Regions from separate parts of the Sus scrofa genome. Here region 2 is linked to region 1. The links are chromatin contacts, called in public Hi-C maps. All regions are on one chromosome and are shown on one strand. The core of a region is the stretch at or near the end of the contact, and the rest is flanking DNA. Distances in the headings are between cores, read along the strand shown.

What was found. Hi-C and Micro-C count contacts between places; a contact is called where the count stands out from the background.
Region 2: a Hi-C map of liver shows a contact between it and region 1, with 2.6 times the contacts expected there. The contact joins the promoter of DDX10 here to the promoter of ATM in region 1. A contact is called at or near these places in 1 of 5 promoter capture datasets (liver), 7 of 47 Hi-C or Micro-C datasets (fetal heart ventricle, heart right ventricle, liver and 2 more) and 2 of 2 datasets of contacts at active chromatin or transcription factors (alveolar macrophages and skeletal muscle).

Annotation. Positions count from the first base shown.
Region 1 is chr9:36,618,547-36,623,233 of Sscrofa11.1, reverse strand. It overlaps ATM (ATM serine/threonine kinase), which reads right to left and starts at 2,576. Exons shown (of 64, transcript NM_001123080.1): 1 at 2,329-2,576; 2 at 1,884-2,069. It overlaps LOC100627195 (protein NPAT), which reads left to right and starts at 2,719. Exons shown (of 18, transcript XM_021062741.1): 1 at 2,719-2,959. The coding sequence starts at 2,923.
Region 2 is chr9:37,003,682-37,008,368 of Sscrofa11.1, reverse strand. It overlaps DDX10 (probable ATP-dependent RNA helicase DDX10), which reads right to left and starts at 1,798. Exons shown (of 18, transcript XM_021062753.1): 1 at 1,478-1,798. The coding sequence starts at 1,663. LOC106504871 (a long non-coding RNA gene) reads left to right here and starts at 1,988. Exons shown (of 3, transcript XR_001298767.2): 1 at 1,988-2,108; 2 at 4,234-4,395.

The sequences.
Region 1 (4,687 bases), core at 1,327-3,826:
TTAATAATTCAGCATTGCCATGAACTGTGGAGTGGGTCACAGACACGACTTGGATGCCCCATTGCTGTGGCTGTGGTGTAGGCCAGCAGCTGCAGCTCTGATTCAACCCCTAGTCTGGGAACTTCCATATGCCACAGATGAGGCCCTGAAAAGACAAATGAAATAAAATACCAATGTAGAGGATCATTTTTTATAACCTATTAAGGAACACATATTACAGGGGGTTAAAAGATCTGAATAAACTGGTGCCAGGCACAGAAAGAGCGAGAGAACCAACATCTTAGAGGAGAAACACAGCCAGCGAGCTCTAAAATGGAAAACTGCAATGTTGGAGGAAATGAAAGACAACTAAAGGAACAAGACAGTAGTTAGCTAGAGTAAGACAGTAGTTAGCTAGAGTAAGAGTATCATCAGGTAAAATTGAATTCAATTAATACATTAATCCAATTAATACATCTAGGCTCCACTTCCAAGATGCAAGTGGTATAACACATATTTCCTAAGTAACACCCTCTGAATTGGCAAATCCATTGTTCCTTTTCAGATCTCAACCAAAATGATCCCTTTGCAGAATTTGACAATGATGCTTATACCATATCTTTCTGGATCTAATTCTGCCCTTAGCACGCCATCTTTTTTTGGGGAGCCGTGCCTGTGGCATGTGGAAGTTCCCAGGCCAGAGATCAAACCTAAGCCACAGTGGCAATACAGCCACTGCAGTGACAATGCCAGATCCTTAACCCGCTGCAGCACAAAAGACCACCATGCCATTTTTTTCTAATGCTAAGAGTGTGGGCTTTGTAGTCAGACTGCACTAGTTCATACCCTGGTCCTGCACTTACAAACTATGTAACTTGGGCAGTTAGCTAATCTCTCTCTCTTTTTTTTTTTTTTTTGTCTTTTTAGGGCCACATCCACGGCATATGGAGGTTCCCAGGCTAGGGGTCTAATAGGAGCTATTGCTGCCAGCCTAGGCCAGAGCCACAGCAATGCAGGATCCAAGCTGCATCTGCAACCTACACCACAGCCCACAGCAATGCTGGATCCTTAACTCACTGAGCAAGGCCAGGGATCAAATCCACAACTCCATGGTTCCTAGCCTGATTCATTTCCGCTGTGCCACGACAGGAACTCCAACTAGCTAATCTCTCTAAACCTCAGTTTTCTCAATGATAAAATGAAAAACCACATTAGAATTGAACTAGAACTTCAAAGTTACTTTAAAGATTGATGTACATGTTTAACACACTGCCTGGGACATAGCAAATGCTCAATAAATATCAGCAATTATCATTATTCCCTTCTTTTCTGTTTCGCATCTCTTTTAATGGTTCTTTTTCCACCCACACCTGAAAGAATATCCTTGTCTCCTTGCTTCTCAATTTTCTCCCAGTTAAGACCATATCCCAGTAAGAGCATATGTTCAACATGTTGAAAATGCCCAAATGTACTTCATTACATGCAGGACCTCTCTCTTCTCCTTTTTTTCCATTTTTTAAAGTTTTATGGAAGGACAGTTGATTCACATGTTGTGGTAACTTCTGCTGTACTGCAAAGTGATTCAGTTATACATGTACACACATCCATTCTCTTTCCATTTCTTTTCCAACATAGATTACCACAGAATATCGGGTAATGTTCTCTGTGAGGCTCTCCCTAGAGCTTCAGGAACCTTCCACACGTTATGCCTTCATATGCATTTACCCTTCTGTCTGTAAGGCTCCCACCTCCCTCCAGGGCAGTTTAACACTGAAATCTCACTGCAAACTGAAACTGATTCTCCCAGGCCGTTTCCACAGAACTTCATTCACTCCTCTTCCATCACAATGTTCTTCTATCACATTATCACTCTGAATTGTAACAGTCTTTTTACTTCTCTGTACCTGGTAAAAAACAGCAAACACTCTTGAGTGGTGACACAGGATAGGATGATGACGAGATAGATGGTACAGCGAGATCACACAGCCAGCTGACAGAACCCCAACTCCGGGAGTGTGATTCCAGAGCCCAAGCTCTTAACCACGAAACTTCAGTTTAAGCCTCAACGAATCACTCGTTGACTTAAACTACTAATTATGACAGGGGAGAAAAAGATGATTAGTTAAGCCATCTAGTTAATTTCTGGGCACAGAGGCAGGGGACGCACAGGAAGGTTCAAGGCTAAGTCCACCAGAGGCACGAAAAGAGAGCTGGAGAAAGCAATGAGTACCAGAGTCCCGTCAAGATGAGGTGGGGAGAGGAGTAAAGGGGCGCATATGGGGGCTGGGACAGAGCGGCCCGGAGGCATCTTAATTCCCCAACGCAGACGCCACTACACGGCTTACGCACCAAGACGGCTGGACTGGACAACCAAGTGGAATCCCTGGTGGCGGCGTAGCCGCAGACCAAATCCCCGCTCCACTCCCAGCAGCAGCCCGAGCCACCTGTCCACGCACTGATCCCGCTTCCGACCAAACTCAGCGTGGCCACGCAGCGTGCGTCCCGGGCGGAAGCGGTAGAGGTGCGGAGCGTTCGGGTACGGTCCGCCCACGCGCGCCGGACACCAAACACTCTCCCAAAACACCGGGCTCGGAAGGGAACGCGCCTGCGCACTGTCTGCCAATGGCATGCGACCCTGCAGCCACGCTCTCCCTGCGGCTTGGTCTCCAACGCTCGCGCCCCGCCTCCTCGCCCCCTTGACCCCACCCGCCAAACGTGAGCACGGAAATGACGTCAGTGCCAGGGAGAACGGAGGCGGGTTTCATTTCGGCGCCTTTCTTTCTCCCGCGGAAGCGATTGGCTGGCGTGGAGCAAAAGAGGCGGGACAAATTGCAGCGGGGTTCAGTGCCGCCACCGGGACCGGGAGATGCGGCGCAGGAGCCGTCGCTGTTGGCTTTTACCTGAGTCTCGTCTCTCACTGCGGGTACTCCTGCGGCTTGGATCATGCTGCTACCCTCGGACGTAGCCCGGCTGGTATTGGGTAAGCGTTGACGCGGTAGAGAGGGAGACCGGACCGGGCTGAGCTGGACGGAAGGACCCTCGGGGCCAAAGGTTTCCCCAGGGAGGGAAGCTCTGGGGCTTTGCCTCCCCGTCTCCGAGTTCAGGCTGGCGGTGGTTCTTCAGCCGGGGGCTCGGGCGGTTCGGGCTTTGTGTGTGGACACTCCTCTCCTTCGAGGTTGCGTGATGAGGAGAGGCTGAAGGAAGCCCGGAGTGGAACACCTGAAGCCGGGATTGGAGGGAAAGTCAGGCCTACACTTAATTAGGACCCTGCCGGGAAGCTGCTACGTGATGCACCGACGGCTTCACCTTGGCACACTGCACTTTGTCAGAATTGGGACCAAAGTAGGAAAGAGAGGGACTTCCCCCAGCCCCCTCCCCCCAGCTTTGTAGAAAGACATTCCTGACGCCCTTCTCGTAACTCGCCCTTAGAACTGCGAATTTGGGACGAATGGGTGATCTTCCTTCCTTATCCCGTCCCTCCGCAAGAAGTCGTCCAGTGTAGAGGTTTGAAACGCTAATTGCATACTTTCTGACGGCAGCAGCTCGGGTTCTTTTAATTAACAAGAATTTTCACAGGGGAAATGCCTTCCATTTGAACATTTCTAGTCCTAGTTAGTTTTTCCTCATTTTGAAAACAGTTTAGTTCCACGGCCAGTTGTCAGGGTACATTGTATGGGAAACGGGTTTTGTTATTTGTCGTCTGAAAGAATAGAGGATTGTACTGCTAGGAATGAAAGCCACATAAAGCTTAAAACTCGAGCCAGTGATTTACAGGCATCGTATGTAAATGGTAAACATCTGTAATGAAACTTCCCATGGAATCTACAGCCATTACTTTATTGTCACAAAATCCCATTTCTTGCTACTTTTTAAAGAACTCAGCCCTGCCCCTCCCCTCCAGTGGCTTTCGTGCACAGGTTTCTGATAAGTACATTTTACAGAAAACATTAGAGGGTAATCTGTTTTTGGAGAAAATAGTGACTTATACTAGTATTTTGTTAATGTTTGATTAATACTTTGCCGAGTTTATCAGAACTAAATATCAACAGTTAACTTCTATATCTTAGAGAAAAAGCCATTTCTCTTGTAATTATGTGCAAACAGATCCAAAGTAGACTTGCACAAATTCATAATAACATTGACATACTTTATTTTTCACTCTATACAAATTGTTTGCTTAAGGATTTTTTGAGTTTTGGGGGTTTGGTAATCCAGTTGAGTTTCAGTAACTATAGCCTTTAGGGTTTTTCACCCTTAGCACTATTGACATTTAAGGCCAAATAATTATTTATAATGGGGAGCTATCCTGTACATTGTGGAATGTTTAGCCGCATCCTTGGCTTCGATCCATTAGATGCCAGTAGGACCCCAGTCCCGGTCTCCACCCACTCGTGGCAACAAAATTAGTGTCCAGATATTGCCACTTATGCTCCCTGGAGGGGAAGAATCACTGAACCTAAGAAAGTAGTTTGGGAGTTCCTGTCGTGGCTCAGCAGAAACAAATCTGACTAGTATCCATGAGGACGCAGGTTCCATCCCTGCCCTTGCTCAGTGGGTTAAGGATCTGGCATTGCAGTGAGCTGTGGTATAGGCCCCAGACGTGGCTCAGATCTGGTGTTGCTGTGGCTGCAGCATATGCCAGCAGCTACAGCTCCCGTTCAACCCCTAACCTAGAAATTTCCATATGCCACGGATGTGACCCTAAAAA
Region 2 (4,687 bases), core at 549-3,048, 390 kb before region 1:
TTTTAGATTTGTGGTATATAAGGAATTCTATGACACAGATAAAGCCATCCAGCACAGTCAGGAGAAAAAAATATATATATAAACTCAGAAGTGCTCTGGGTAGAACACAAGAAGGAGTTAATAGGAATAAACTTTAGGATTATACAAGAGAAGAGTGAGAATAAGCAAGGGCTGAGGCTCTCCTCCCTAAGCAATTCTAGTCAAAAAGCCCCAAATGCAAAATAACAGTAATTTACAATGGCTTTTTGAGATGCTGAGTATGTAAGGGTAATAGTAATAACAGGTAATATATGGAATATTTGCATGTGTCAGGCATTGCGCAGAATACTCTACATGCATTCTTACTAACTGCCCATAACTTACAAGATGGATACTATTATGCCTTTTAAAGACAAGAAAAGGGAAGCAAAGTTAAGTAACTTGCCCCACATCATTCACTGGGTGAGCAAAAGCCAGGATCAAATCATCACCATCTTAACTTCAAAGCCCAAAACACTCTCAGCTCTATCTAAACTTACTTTTGATCTAAGTGTTGTTTAAAGGAAAGCTATACTAGCATGACCTCTGATGACTTTAATTCCAGATATGTGGCGGTGTTAAATCCTGTTCTAGAAAAGAGCAATCACTGAGAGGCTGAGTGAGATGAGTTAAGGCCAAAAGAGGTGTAATTAGGGGAAGGAAAAGAAAGGGTAGGGACAGCCGCAAGAAGCTTGAGGGTGGAAGAGATCAAGAAGTCAAAACTGTAACTATGGGGATTCTCATCAAGGAGTATCACCTACATTGCGGAATGGCAGGTACCAGCAACAGACCAGGGGTGCAGCTTTTTTATACTAGTTCTTGGATGGGGCCATGAAACAAGCTGCGAAAATGAAATGAGCACAGGAAGGATGGGTGATGTTGAGAGATGCAAGGCTGGCATAAAGACCAATTAAAAGCAAAGGCTTTGGACTCAGTCTAGGTTCCAGTTCCACAGCACCTACTACAGGTGAGAGCCAAGGACAAGTTATCCTCTCAGAGGCTCGATGTTCTCATCTGCGAAACGGGAATAAGAACCATTACTTCAGGTCAAGTCAAATAATTAATGTAAAGCACACGATGGGTGGCTTGAAATGTAGGTGTCATTATTTACCGTTACTCTCGTTGGCGGCATGAATAAATAATTTTTATGAATAAAACTGTAACCATTACAGCAATCACTCTCCCTATGCTTAAGAAACACTGCATTTCCATCACTTTACCAAGAACAGTGTGGTCAGCAGAAGAGCGGCCTGAACTGTCGGGAGGCCTGGACTGTGGCACCCAGCAGACCACCTGTGGCCTCATGAGGGCCTAGGTAGCACCTCTCAGCAGCTCCCCTGACAGAGTCCCCTGTGAAGTCCCGCGCCGCAGGGACACGCAGCCCCGCGCATCTGCCGGACCACCCCATGCCTTGCTCTCCCGCGGGGCCCACCCCGCACCCCCCCCCCTCAGGACTCACCTTTTCATAGTTCTGCACGAGGCGGCTGATAACCTCACGCTCCACTTGCCACTCGGGCTTCTTCAGCTGCTTCCTCAACTGTTTCTTTTGACTCTGCCTGTAGCTGTGCTTCTTCTTCCAACGATTGAAGCTCCGCACCGGGTCGGGCCGGACTCCGAGGCCCCGGGAATCGGCAGTTTTGCCCATCGCGGTGGCGCGACAGCCCGGATCTCACCCAGACCCTTGGCAACCGAGGCGGACAGAGGCACCACTCCGAGGACGCGGAACCAGCGTGGGGAGAGAAGGCGAGGGCGCGTGCGCAAAACCAGGTGCCCGCCCTCGGGCCTTTGAAACCAGGCACGCGCCGTCCGCGGCGAGAAAGAAATGGGCGGTGATTGGCTACTGGGAATCTGCAGGGCGGAGCGGAGTCGTCTCGGGGAAACGGAGGCGGTGCAACCTGAGGAAGAGGGCGGGGCTGAGTGGCTCCAGGGGCACGCTGGTGCTTTAAATGGGCGCATGCGCGCTGATTGCTGTTACTATGGTGGCGTCACACAATTTCGCACTTAAACACACAGTCTGTGAATTACAATTGTAAGCCCGGTCTTGCATATTTTGTCCATGGAGCCGAATGATTTGCCCAAAAATCAAACAGGTAGGTAATAGCTTTAGGGTTTTTCCTTTTTTTTTTAGCCTGTCAGATTCTAGCTGCAGCAGCAGGGAACTAGAGCAGAATCAAATTAAATTTGCTTTAAAATGCTATTATGAAGACAAACTGATACATTAATAAAGGATTAAGAGAAAATTATTTGCAAATTGGCCATTTAAGTGAATTGTCTTTCCGTGAATTAGTTTTCCCGGTACATTTACCTAGGGCACAGATGTAGTCTAGATAGGGGTGGAGCAGAGTTGTAGCAAGGAAAAACAGAGATTAAGTTCAAGGTTCATATGCAGAGAGTTCGGGGCTGAAATTCCCTTTCCAACCCCACGTAGCCAGATAAATACCGGAACCACATGTCAAGTCTCTAAAGAGAATATGGAGTTGGGGGCGTGGCAGGGAGTCACTAGATGTAGTAGAGAGTAAACTTCAATAAGGGGAGGTTACATAAAAGTACATATAGGTCCACTAAAAGTTAAAAATAGAACTACCACAAGATCCAGCCATTCTACTTCTGGATAAACACACAAAAGAATTGAAAGCAGTGTCTGGAAGAAACCTGTACCTCCCATGTTCATAGCAACATTATTCACAACGGCCAAAATGTGGAAGCAGCACAAGTGTCCATCCACAACGATGGATAAGCAAATGTGGCATTTCCATACTATGGAATACTATTCAGCCTTAAGAAGGAAGGGAATTCTGGCAATGCTACGACCTAGATAAACCTTGAAGTTATGCTGAGTGAAATAAATCACAAAAAGACAAATACCTTGTGATACCACTTAAATGAGGTACCTAGAGTAGTCAGGTTTATAGAGATGGAAAGTAGAATGGTGGTTGCCAGGGGCTGGGGAGAGAGGAAATGGGGAATTGTTGTTTAGTGGTTTTGCTTATTATTATTATTATTAATATACTATTGCCACTAAAATTATTATTTGTACCAGATTTCAGTTTTCCAGATATCAATCTATGAACCCAAAGATACTCTCTTTTCTACTTGCCATAACATGTTAACCTCAAAACTGTAGGATTTAAAACTTCAGTCAGGGAGTCCCTGATGTGGTGCAGCAGAAATGAATTTGATTAGTATCCATGAGGATGCAGGTTCTATCCCTGGCCTCACTCAGTGGGTTAAAGGATCCAGCACTGAGCTGTGGTATAGGTCACAGACAAGGCTCAGATCCCTAGTTGCTGTGGCTGTGGGTAGGCTGGCAGCTGTAGCTCCAGTTGACCTTTGCCTAGGAACTTCCATATGCCACAGGTGTGGCCCTAAAAAGCAAAAAATAAATAAAACTTCACTCAGGTAACATTATTTTCTTTCACAGTCACAATTTTTGCACTGCCGTCAGAAGCTTTTTTGGCACTTACTTTGAATTCAGTCTTTAGGGAAAAATTGCTTTTGCTGTGGCAACATGCTCTCGTGATGGAGATCATGGTTACAAATCACAAAGATCTCTTCCCTTCACATGATTTTTCTTTCTGTTATGTATTTATAAGTAGATCTGATCATTTTCCAATTGTATCATTTGCTGAGCAAAATCTATGTTCATGTATAGAAATGGTGGATTTTAGAAATTCATAAGTCTAACAATAATTGTTATCTGTTCTACATGTGTTCTAGGGAGGTTATAACTAAAATAATTGAACTATACTTAGCATATCTTGCCTTATTCAAATTATTTCATTTAATGCACCTGCTATTATGTTAATTATTTGGTTTTATATTTTACCCTCTAGTCTCTATTACATAACACCATAGTTACATATATATACTTTTAAAATTACATATATACTTTTAGTATATATGTATATACTTTTAAAATATATATTTTAAGTTACATATATACTTTTAAAATTCAGCTTTAATTTCAAATAGTAGCACTTGGCTGATGTGCTTTTTCATTCTCTTTATCATTTCTAAGAACGTGTGATAAATGCCAGTCTTTGCACCCTTTGCATTCTAAACTTTTTTCATTCATTGACAGTTTTTAATAAAAACAGAAACCTTCAAGATACAATAAACAGAATCTAATATGTTTTCACTGTTTGAAAGAGTTTGTATTTTGTTTGTTTGTTTCCAAAACTTCTACCAATGTTGTTTTTTATTTTTTAATTTCAGATTTCTCGATTGTGATGTACTTCCAAGAAGAATGACCTATTCTTTAATATTCAAGTTACACAACCATGTACTTGAAGTGGGAAAAGAGACGTGATATAAACGTATATTTAATTTTTTCCTTCCAGTTTTTATTTAAATTCATCTGTCTTGGTTAACATGGAGGTAAGTAAATTCCCACCATCTCTGGGTTCTACAGTCTGATGAAAATACTATTTTTTTTGCAGTATTCCCTATGTTTTCTCCAAAAATATGTATTCAGTTAACTACTTTTCTCTATAATAGCTTCCTCTTTTTTGTTATCTGGATCTATTAATTTTTTAAATTGTGTTTCTGATATGTAGTAATAAATTATATGAGCTTTGTGTTTTATCTCAAAATTTGTAAATATCTGAAAATATATATACCACCGAAAAGCTGCTAACCTTCACCATTGTTTTTTTGTTTCTTGTTTTTT